Regions from separate parts of the Capsicum annuum genome. Here region 1 is linked to region 2. A link is a contact called in public Hi-C data. All regions are on one chromosome and are shown on one strand. The core of a region is the stretch at or near the end of the contact, and the rest is flanking DNA. Distances in the headings are between cores, read along the strand shown. Region 1 holds the start of LOC107847931 (small ribosomal subunit biogenesis GTPase RsgA 1, mitochondrial). Region 2 holds the start of LOC107847663 (proteasome subunit beta type-7-A).

What was found. Hi-C and Micro-C count contacts between places; a contact is called where the count stands out from the background.
Region 1: a contact with region 2 is called in a Hi-C map of leaf, with 2.5 times the contacts expected there. The contact joins the promoter of LOC107847931 here to the promoter of LOC107847663 in region 2. A contact is called at or near these places in 2 of 5 Hi-C or Micro-C datasets (leaf and placenta).

Annotation. Positions count from the first base shown.
Region 1 is chr11:85,874,447-85,880,430 of UCD10Xv1.1, reverse strand. It overlaps LOC107847931 (small ribosomal subunit biogenesis GTPase RsgA 1, mitochondrial), which reads right to left and starts at 3,483. Exons shown (of 5, transcript XM_016692536.2): 1 at 2,593-3,483; 2 at 559-780; 3 at 268-462; 4 at 1-148. The coding sequence starts at 3,258.
Region 2 is chr11:85,681,629-85,687,883 of UCD10Xv1.1, reverse strand. LOC107847663 (proteasome subunit beta type-7-A) reads right to left here and starts at 2,700. Exons shown (of 9, transcript XM_016692054.2): 1 at 2,499-2,700; 2 at 2,263-2,409. The coding sequence starts at 2,391.

The sequences.
Region 1 (5,984 bases), core at 2,234-4,733, 190 kb before region 2:
CCTCCCTAATCTTAATTTCGTCAAGCAACTGAAGATAATATGGATATCTTTCCCAATCACCTTTTATAAGGCACCCCGGTTCACCAAGATGCAAGCAATTATTGAATGCACAGTTTGCAGGTTCACTATCTTTAAGCATCTTGCGGATCTGAATCCATAGTAATTAGATTAGAAGTTACTCAAGGGATTCACATATATAGATTGATTAAGATATAGTAAAATAAAATAAACAAAATTTAGAGATGAAGCAGTGCCATCAAGACACACCTCCGGAAAATGATGTGCAAGAGAATTCTTTGTCACTTCAATCAAACTAGGCTGGTTAAATCCTGGAGTATCAGCAAGATACCCCCCATCAGGCAATGGAAGCAAAGACACGTGCCTTGTTGTATGCTTTCCTCTGCCGCTTCTTACTGACACTTCCCCGACACGTTGCTCTTCATACCACTTGCTCCCTAGAATCTGCTATCATAACAAAGAAAAGGAACACTAAACCAAAGGGTTCTAAAAAAAACTAATGTAATACATAACATACAACGATGAAGAAGGGCCACCCACAGGATCAAACCAGTTTCGCTCTTCGACTGCATGAAGAATGTGCTTATTGCCTCTCAAAGCATTGATCAGGCTGGATTTCCCCACTCCACTTGGACCAACAATGACGGATGTTTGTTCTCTCATAATAAACTGGAGTGTATCAAGTCCACGCTTGGAATCAATGCTGCAAAAGATTGGTTCATAGGCCCAACTTCGAAGCCTACATTTCCATGCTTTTATTTCCTGCCGAAGTTGATCACTGGCTTTCAGCGTCAGAGAAATGACCACAAAATATAAACAGGAAGGAAGAAAGTAGTATCAAATCTGAATCACATAAAAAGTAGTCAATACTTGCTTGGGTATTACAAGAATTTCTTAGTTAAAACACATTTTTCATCTTCTAGATAGACAATCTAGAATCCTCCTTGTGTGTTCTATTCTTCTGCTTCTCTCTTTCGTCAGTTTGAGTTCACTCTTTTAAAATCTAACAAGCTGATATTGTATTTTGACCTCACATCCTAGCCCATTACACAGGTAATTCCAAATACACATGTATCCCAATCTACGAAATGGTACATAAATCTAATGTCAAGCATTGCAACCAGTAGTTGAGAAAATCAAAGAAGAAGAAAGGACAACACACAAGTAAAAGGATGCATAAACAAATTAACAAGTATTCACTAGGAATCATCCCAAGGTATAGTGATGTGCTGATAAAGGATCTGAACTGTGAGATAGAAACAAATAATTCATTTAAACAAATGAAAACAAGTTGGGGTTGAGATGTATTCAGAGGCGTACCTAAACTATTAGGTGGGAGGAGATCGTGGTCAGAGGCACCCGCTAACCTCGGAAATTTCTTTGTATATGCATGTATATACCATGAAAGAATGATCATATACTAAACAAGGACCCCTGATGCACAAAAGCTAAATGGGTATGCTGGTGCCCCTCAACTTTGCCCTTATACACAATTACTTGGGATCGAACATTAGCTACAGCAATCCATTATGTACTCTTTTATCTTTTCGGAGTTAAACATATTACTTACTATTATAAGGGCAAGGCCATAATCATTTGACTTTTTTCTAATAGGTCAAGCTTTTGAAAATTCAATATTATCTAGAGATAATTGTAATTTTTGATCTACAAATTAATGAAAATTCTGATTTGGTCCTTGTGACATATGATTCAACAAATTTAAATTTCAATTAATTAAAATGTGTGCTTTTGGACATTTATGTGGCAAATATGCTATAGTTGAACTATTTTTAAAAGTCTATTTTCCTCAAAAATGAAGTAAAAGTACAAGCTTAACATAGCATATAGCTAACTAAATATTGGAATGATTAATACTTCTGAAAATTTGTGAATATTCACGAGCAAAGGGATCAAAACGTGCACATACCAGCTAATTGAAGGTTAGAAGTGCTTAGTTGAATATTACAAAGACAAAAAATAAAATTTATCAATAATTGAGTGAGCAAAGGGGTTATTCTCCCTATTATACATCCAAGATTATTTGATATCAGCTAAACCTTTTTTTCGGTTAGTCTTTTTCATATTAATGTTGAAGATCCCTCCTCCCCAAGAGCTACGAATATGTAGCATTTAGTAGAAATAAGTAGCCTTAGATCTCCTTTTTTTCAGTTAGTTCTTTTCTAGTTGTTTGGAGTACATTGTAACGAAATATCCTGCATTTGTTTATGCTGTTATTTATTCAAAAATGACTGTGTTCATGGAAGCACAGGTGACCTTCTGTCACTGGCTAGTAATTGTTCATATCTATGTGAAAAACATCGGTTTCCTCTCAACGCCCCGCATCTAGATGTAGTTGATTGATATAACAATGTGCTCATCTAATCTATAGGTTATTATTCAAAAGCAAAGATCATCTTCTAGTGCCAAATCATATTAATAGCAAGCAACTCAATTTATCCAAGTACTAAGAACATGTCAACTAATGGAATGACACTGTCTTGAGCAATTTAGCACAACTTACAACATATGTGTATGTGGAATGAGTATATCTATCTGTATTAGTGTATTTCTAACCTCTTGAGAAACAAGTTCTGATTTATTTAACGCAAGAGTGAGAGGAATTCCGGTTGATTCAGCTTCTACGAGGAACCTAGTGAGCGAGAATGGCTCAATCTTTGGCTGATCCATAGAGAAAAACACTAGCAAATGATCCACATTAGCTACTGGAGGATCCAAAATCTCCGTCTTCCTTTGAAACACATTCTCAATAGCTCCACGTTTATCCACCCAATCAATTGAACCTACCAAAACCTTATCCCCAACCAAAACTCTCCTCTTAATCTTCTTCAACACAGCCTTCACCACACACAACAACTCCACTCCAATTTCCCCCGAACCTTTGCTGAAGCTTCCAGAAGGATCCACAGAACTTTCTGGAGGAATATGTTGGACGATAACGCGCATGAAGTTTGCTTGTGAAGACGCCACGGTACCTACGGCTTGGTCGTAAGAGAGGTGAGGTTTGTCTTCCTGAGAAAGAATCGGTGCTAGAGTAGAGAAATGTTTATTGATAGTTTCACGAGCTTTGAGGAGATTTTTGTTCGGTTGTTGGAGCTTCCTTGACACATTGTTAGGGTTTTCGTGATGGCCGGCAGCGACGATGACAGCGGAGAAGAAGCGGTGGCCAGTAGTGGAGGCGGTGAAAGGAAGCCTAAGAAGTGAAAACGAAGCGATCTTCATTTGTGTACAAGGAAAAGTGAAGTTTGAGCACTGAGAAAAAATGCGAGCAGCCTGGGAAGTCAATGAAAAAAGTGGGTTCCACGTCCACTACATAATTTTTTTTGTTGCCCAATAGGCCAAATGAGTCTGGAGCCTGGGAATTCGAATCAACGGTTCACCTAACCCAAAATCTATGTTCTGTTAGAACTGTTAGAATTGACGATTGTTTATCTTAAGATTTTGCTCGATAGTCAATTTGAACCAGCGAACATTTAAAGAAAGGAATTAATTCTAAAAATCAAACGAATTATCCGACAATCAAACTGTCAGTTTCAGCAAGTCATAAATGACTTGGGGCAGCTACAGAAAAGTTCTAAATGACAAAATGAGCGGAAATACAAAAAATGATCTAGAGGGCTATTACAGTTATCCAATCAAATTAGACGCTATGGACTCAATAGAGATATCAGTATTTTAAAAAAACGTCATTTTCACAAAGTTGACTCTCCAAAATCTAAATTCATAACTTTTCGAACTGAGTGTTGAAATGAGATACCAAAGCCGTAAAACCACACCAACTATGTAACCAACAAAAAATCAATGTTTCGAATCTATTAGAGCAGTCTGTTTGCCATCCAACATACATATTAATAAATATTGACAGAAGTCAACTAATACGTCTTTATAACTACCAAAACTACAATCTCGCACAATCACACCAAAATGTATTGGAAACTGTGTCAATTATCCCCATACCTTTAAAATACCATAAAGTAACCACGAAGAAGGGTAGAGTAGTAAAATCATATAAAAATAAGTAATTCGCATAAATCACCAAAAATCAGGTCATTACAGACTACCTTATGGCGTTGGAGCAATAAAGTGGAGGGAACTTGCTTGAATAGGGTAAAACCCATGTTTTTTCCATGAATTCCATGTAAAAAATCACTAGTACGAAGTTAAAAACTCGTGATCATGCCTCTCTAATAGTTGCTTGGTGTCCAGGTAGGTTAGGTATACCTGAGTAGCTTAGACCTAGGTTAGAAGCAGAATCATGATGTAGAATGATGGGATATTTCATGCTTAGGCCTTTGGACACGGTGTTCTGATGGATAAAATAGATAAACATATAGTTGATTCCAAGATTCGAATTTTGATCTTGGAATTACTTTGTTCTTGATTTTGGTTGATAATTTAGTTGTTGGCTTTGGGTTTTACTTGTTGATCATTGTGATATTATTTCATGCTTTTTAGGAATTACGTTGATCGTTTCACAAGCATGAGCGGCTAAAGCTCTTAGCTAGGGTTGTGGCAGCCCTGACATATTGACGAAGTAGGGGAAGTGCTAAATTGTTCTGAACCAGTATCTTTGCATATATTGTATTATTTTTTGTTTGATAGATGTCTTAGCGGTTGTAAAGGGTAAGATCGCACCTAGAATATCACTATTTACTCCAAAAGAGGATTAGTGACTAGGAAAAGATAATTACAAAAGTAATTTGAATATTAGCTGTCAATCTAAGCTAATTAATATCATTTATGTAATGATGGTTAGCTATTATCTAATAACTTGAGACTCAAAAGGTAATAGTTAACTGGGATCTAGGATAAGAGTTAGTAATGGGACATTCTGAGACTCAAAAGGTAAAAGATAAAATCCGCCAATGAGTCCATAAGACAGTTGATGGTACATAACTTATCAGATTCTGCATGCAAGGTACTAGGTTGATTCAATAAAGCACAATAAGCCTACTGAGTTGAGAAGTCAAGGAGTACACAATCCTAGTGTTCATCACCGACTGATTACAACTAAAGTTGAGATTTGCTACTGGTTCGAGATTACAATAACAAATCCTTTATTTACTTTCAGTTCTGCCCGTTGAGTTTAGCAAGCTAGAGATACAAATCTTCATCTTTCCTGTGGGTTCTACCCCAACTTAGTTGGATTACATTACTTGTCAGTGACCACTTTATCCTTCAGTTGGAGGTATAGTTTGGATGTTGATCAAAATTTTGGTGCAGTTGCCGAAGAAAGAAGAGACAAGATCCTTCATCATATATATTATACTAGGAAGGCATTAAACCCCTCACAGAAGAACTATACAGTTAAAAAGCAAGAATTGCTTACGGTGGTTTTTGCTTTTGAAAAATTTTGGTCTTATTTGATTGGGACAAAGTTATAATGCATACAGATCATGGAGCCTTGAGATCTCTAATGTAGAAAAAGATGCCAAACCGAGATTAATTCGTTGGGTTCTCTTACTGCAGGAATTTGACTTTGAGGTAAAAGATCGGAAAGACACTGAAAACCAAGGTTCAGATCACTTGTCTAGGCTCGAGAAGAAGGCAATGTAGAGTAGGCGATAAGCTTGAAATATATGATACTTTTCTAGATGAGTGGGTGTTGGTAGCATCTCAAGACTTAATCCCCTAGTTTGCTGATTTTGCCAACTATTTTGGCAAGTGATCTTGTCCCAGAAGATCTTTCCTTCCAGCAGTGCAAGAGATTTATGCATGAGGTAAGGAAGTTCTTTTGGGATGAGCCATCTCTTTTTAGGGTTTGGGTGGATGGTGTTATTCGAAGGTGTATCCCTGAGGTGGAGATGATGAGCATTCTTGAAGCTTATCATTCATCACTAGTTAGGGGTCATCATAGTGGTACCCACACAACCCACAAAATTCTGCAGTTTAGGTTTTACTGGCTTATGATTTATAAGGATGCTCACGATTATGCACAATCCTGTGAT
Region 2 (6,255 bases), core at 1,451-3,950:
ACCCACTTTAAAATTTGAAGAACACCATGAAGATGGTGAACTTTCAAATTTCAAATTCTCTCGTTTTAATTTAGAATCACTTCAAATTCGAGATCTGAGATCCTTTTGGTATGGGGAACACTTTCCAGCAACTTTAAACCTTCAAATCCAAGCCAAAATTCCTAGATCTCAAAACCCACTCCACTTCCTTCAAAACACAAAACTCAACAATGATAAAGCACTCAAATCAACTTCGATTAAGCTCAAATTTCAGATTTAGACTCAAATAACACTAGAGAATACAATTCTGGTATTAGAAACTCAAGAAAACAAAAATCAAAAACTCAAAATTTGGGATTTTTTTCAAAACATGTTTTTTTATTTTTTTTAATTTTCTTTTCAATACCACAACCCAAGACTAGAATCGTGGAAACGATTCTAAGATCGGCTCTAATACTAAATGATATAGATCAAAAATACAAAAACAAAAACAAGTACGAAAATTGAAAGATCATAAAGAAAATGATAAATAGATAGATAAATAGACACAAGATGATAGCAAAAGGACAATCAACGAATATATTAAATCCGAAGACCTTCCTTTTAGACTACCAACAAGCACCTAACTTTTACGAAGACTGAGAGGAAAATTAAACCCCTCACAACCAACATTCCTAAGAAAGTCAACAAGCTCCCCAACAAACTCAATAAACATTCTCAAGTGTAAGTTCATCAAAAATCATCTATGTCTAAGGAAAGAGGAAACCTAACTATTTATTGTCATGGGCTATTTATTACAAAATGGGGCCAAAAGTGACCCTAAATGCCAAATAAGCCCAAAAGTGACCCAACGTGTCAAATACCCAACGAAAGAGACTCCTCCACCACTCATCCTCATCATGGTGGATCGCAAAACACATCCTCATCTATAAAGCTTCGCCAACTACCTTGAGTTAGAATTTTTGGAGTAATTCGACTTGTATCATTGTGTCTACCATAGGAGCTATATAACACTTGCTATAGAGTTGGTAATAAAGCAGAAGAAGAAGAGGTAGCATGAAATACTTATCACCAAAAAAAGAGGTAGCATGAACTAGCATCACACAAGTTGATATGTGTCAACATGGAGGGACATGAACTCTATATACCACTGAAGTAAAAATCAATCATATAACAGATTAAATCACTATTTAAATGACTCCAACAAGTCTTTTAAAAGTAGACAATCATCAATAGCCATCCTTCATCATTAGGAACATTCAATCTTAACATTCTAGTGTAGTGCTGTTGTGAGAACACATAGAGCCACCCCTCCACTCCTGTCTTGTGGAACTAATTTTCGAAACACATCCCTCCCATACAATCTTAGTGTGGCCACTCATGTTGACCTTTACTCGAGCTATTAATAAGGGATCTGGGCAAATCTTCTTATAGGAACGGAGCATGTAAAGATGTTTAATAGTTATTTCCAATGCGTAAAAGAAAGTAGATCTCAAAAGCAAATCTTTTGTGGGACATCGTATCTCAGAATCAATCTAAAGATAAATAAATGTAGATAAAAGAGCAATAACTTTATAAACAACACCAAGTAGGAATATAGCTGGCCTGGAATTACATAGAGTACAGTAATGATCATCCTAGTCCTTACATCAGTATGGTTTGAACAATTTGGATTCTTATGTTGATTAGCGTGCCAGGCGAAACTCAACTATGTTTATTATGTTGACATGAATTAGCTTACGTCCAGTGTTGTAGTTTGGGAGGACTATAGATAATGAATGATCCCTTAATGGTATATATCCCATACTTCGCTTGGTGAGAGGCTAAAATCACCTCCCTGCCAATCACGCTAGTAGGGGATACTATTAGAAGAGTTACATTGCATTTACAACTTAATTAATGCAGATAGAACTCCATGTTTCTAAGCGGAAGAAAGAGGGGGAAGGAGTAAAAGAAGAAAAGAAAGAAAACACAAGTTATAAATGCATATAATCCATGTATACTAAGCAAAAAAGAAGATCCATGTATACTAAGCAAAAAAAGAAGTTTCTCCTATCTCCTCCTCAAGACAGAACCTTCAAGCACGAGGCAATATTATCTACCCTCAGTGGATATTCTAATATTCATCTTCTTTCTCTGAGGAAAGGGATTTCTAATACAAAGGACAAGTTTGGCAATACGATTACCTACTAACCTCACTTCTCATATTAAAGATCCCATTAACATATCAACGGATCTACTGAGAAACGACGGTCGATAGACACTCAGATGAATTTGCAATACCTGAAAAATTAAGCCGACAATGGTAGTACCAGTCTTGAGAAAAGAAGGAGAACGAAGTCCTTTACTCACCAACATCTCATTCCTTCTACACAAATCAAAACTAAACCCACCTTTTTGTGGAACTTCCATTTTACCTTCAAATTAGACCTACCCACAGATACCAAAAATTAAAAGATTAGAGCAGAACAGTGAATTGTTAAGAAGCATTAAATTGAACTTGTAAGCAGACACTTTACCTGTTTGCAGATGAGTGATGCTGAAAATCAAAGTTGGGAATCGGGAGAGAGAGAATAGCCAAAACTTGAAGAATAAGAAATACTTAAGAGATGGATGGTGAAATTACAGTGTCATTTTGCTATTAATAGCTTCGCTTGGGCTGCTTCTGCTTAGGCCCAACAACTATTCGCTTTTCAGATATATAAAAGGGCAAATCACATAAATATACCATCTAAGAGTCACTACTATAAAATATATCAATAGTTTCAACTTTTCAAAATATACCAATAGAAAATTAACAAACCTTATTCAGTCTTGTGTTGGAGACTCAAGGGTTCCCCGATGTTGTGAATCACCAAAATTTCCCATCGGCAATTGCGACTTCGAACAAATCCTACTTTCACAAAATGTTGTTTACGTTCTCAATTGAGATATACTAAAATGTCTTTTGCATAATTTGATACTTCTGTCAAGGTTATAAATAAAACACGTTATTCTGATTTCAATTAGTTACACGAATTTCTATATATTTCAGACATCATAAAATTATTGATACATGTATTTTTATACATTTTAGACACCATAAAATTATTGATAACCAATTTCTATATATTTCAGACACCATAAAATTATAATTATTATTGATAAACCAATTTCAATTTATAGATAGTTCAAACATTTTAAAATTGCTATTATTGATACACTAATTTCTAACTATTTCATACACCATAATTATTGATAGAGAAAATACTCAGGAAAATACTTGAACTTTGACCGGATTTTTAGTTGAACATATTGAACTTTGTGGGGGTCCTATTATCCCTTACACTTTTTTTTTTATATTTTAATGGCATATATCTACCCACTTTGACAAGTGCGTGTAATCACGTCCTTTGAGCGAGTGAGAATGATTTAAAAACGTTATAAAACTTTTTTTTGGTCACATAACCCCTCAATTTTCTGATTTTTAATAATTTTATGTTTTTTATTTATTTTTTCATTTGCTTTCTCTTCTCTCTTCTTTCTTTCTTCTCTCCAACAATGGAGTTTTCAACAAAACATCATGGTTGCTCCATTGTTGAATTGAAATTGAACACAATTTTATCACACACATACACACCCAAATGGGTCATCTTTAGCACACCCAATTCAATTACATCAATTTGATTCAATTTCAACACACATACACACCAAATGGGTCATCTTCAGTTTCATCAAAATGACAAATTTAACCCACCATTGCCACCACCAACCAATCGCCATTGCCGCCGGCAACCACCACCACCTCAGCCACCAACTAAGGGGGGAAAAGAAAAAATTCAAACCTGTATCTGGTCAGAGCCAAGCTTGTGACAAGAAATTTTTTGTCATATCTGTTGGTCTCGCTGTTACGGTTGCTCTGGAAAAGATGACTATGTACCTTTTCTTTACTGGTTATCATACCAATTAGCAAAATCTGCAGTTCTTTTAAGAAAGTTTCTGATTTGAATAAAATTATTGAAGAAAGTTTTCAATTTGAATTTGAAATTGGGGAAAAGATTTTCTTAAAAAAATAGTATGAACTAAATAAATTTGGAGTCGCAATGAATTCGTTGGCAAGACAGAATAGGGCATTTCAAGATTAATCGAAGAACCTTTGATAGAACAAGATTTTGGCGAAAAAATGATGAAAAGTGATAAGAATGGACTTGAAATTTGGAATTGACTTACTCGAATCATTTGGAATTTGATTTGTAGGAGGAATTTGAGTTGTGAAACCTTTACTATGGTTGTAATAGTGAAAAAATATTGAAAACTAATAAAATAGAGAAGAAATCGCGCGTGTCTTACACTTTCGCCCGTCAAAACTAGGTATAGCGTTTCGAGGGAGGGGGAGGAATTAATTCCACTTTAAAAAGTCCGGGGGAGAATTAATTTCACTTAAAAAAGTCTAGGTGGGTAATAAAACTCCCGCAAAGTTCAGTATGTTCAACTGGATATTCAGACAAAGTTCAGATATTTTATTGAGTATTTTTCCTTATTAATACACCAATATCTATGTTGTTCAAACACCACAAAATTATCTATACACCAATTTCTAATTATTTCATACACCAATTTTTATACATTTCAGAAACCATAAAATCATTAATACACCAATTTCTATACAATTCAAATACCATAAAATTATTCATACCCCAAATTCTATACAACTTATGCACTATAAAATCATTGATACCCCAATTTCTATACAAATTATGTACCATAAAATCATTGATATTCTTTCGACAATTTTATCAGAAATTTTTTGAAACTCAGCGAAACTTTGAAACATACAATCTACTCAGTCACCGCCACCATACCCGTATCCTCCACCGTATCTACCATCATACCTACTGTCACCACCATATCCACACAAGAATCAACAATAATATTCTGTGGTGGTCCAAATACAAATGACATTGTCAACTTCAAATTCAACGTCGTATCAAAATTAAGATTCAAAGCAGAAGATAGATTCTCAATCCTTGATCTCGATGACATCCTTTTTGATGCGACGATGATGAAGAAGATACCATTGTAGGTGGCTAGAGAAGAGAAGTGGCAGTGGGTTCTTGCAGGAAGCGTCGAAAAGCCCATTTGGAGGAGATTTAATTCATTATATTAGAGTAGGAATTGACGGCGGAGATAGGTGAATCAACGTCTAACTCCACCCTCGACGATGGCGTAGACAAAAAATGATCGCCAATGTCATCATCCACTGAGAAATACCCTATCCATTATCTCTCTCTAGAGGATAAAACAGCAGAGATTTTTTAGTTACATAAAAGGAATAAAATCATCAATAAGTGAATAAAACCCAAATTTTGATTTAACGAGTGAATAAGTAAATAACAAGTGCAACAATAGTTAAAACTATTGCAAAATTACAAAACAAAAAGAAGAATGTGATAAAATAGTTAGAACTTTTAGTATAAATTGATATCTAATTAGTTGATAGATTTTGTAATTAAAGATTATATTTTGCAAATAAAAAATAGTATGGGTATGTTTTGTAATATAGACTCTTAAATTGTATATTTATGTGTTTTTCCTATATTATATAAAATTGGAGAAGTTACACATTTGGCCCTTTGTCCAAAAATATTTGTTCAGTCGAACCTCTTCAGTGGTAGCCTCTATCTCGATTTGTGATATCTCATTTAGCTATTAGGGATAAGGCACAAGTATCCCTAAATTATATCTAAAACTTCAGTGTCATATTTGAATTTTACAAAGTTTTATTATCCTTTAAATTCATTTTTTTTATATTTTTATGTTCATTTTATGCTAACGTGCTGATCAAATAGTAAAATATTTTGTACTTTTTTTGTGCTGACTTGACAGACACGTCAACATAAAAAGAATATAAAAATACAGATAAAATAAATTTAGACAAGTAATAAGACCCGATATTGTTTAAGTATGTCACTGAGATTTCGAGTATAGTTTTGGAAGAGGGAAGGGGGGCACTTGTGTCTTTAAACAAAAAATATAAAAAATTAATTTTTTGTACTTTTATGTTGTAAACGTAAATAAAATACTTGATAAATTTAAAATTTCAACTTATTTTTATATTTCATTATTGAAAGAATTAATACATTACTTAAAAAAAATTAATAACTAGTTATATTTTTCCGATAAAATATTAAAATCTAAGTAACATATGAATTTATAATGTGACTTTGCTATGAATAGCTTCGCTTGGGCTGTTTCTGCGTATGTCCAAAACTATTCATTTTTCAAGCTTTTGCACAC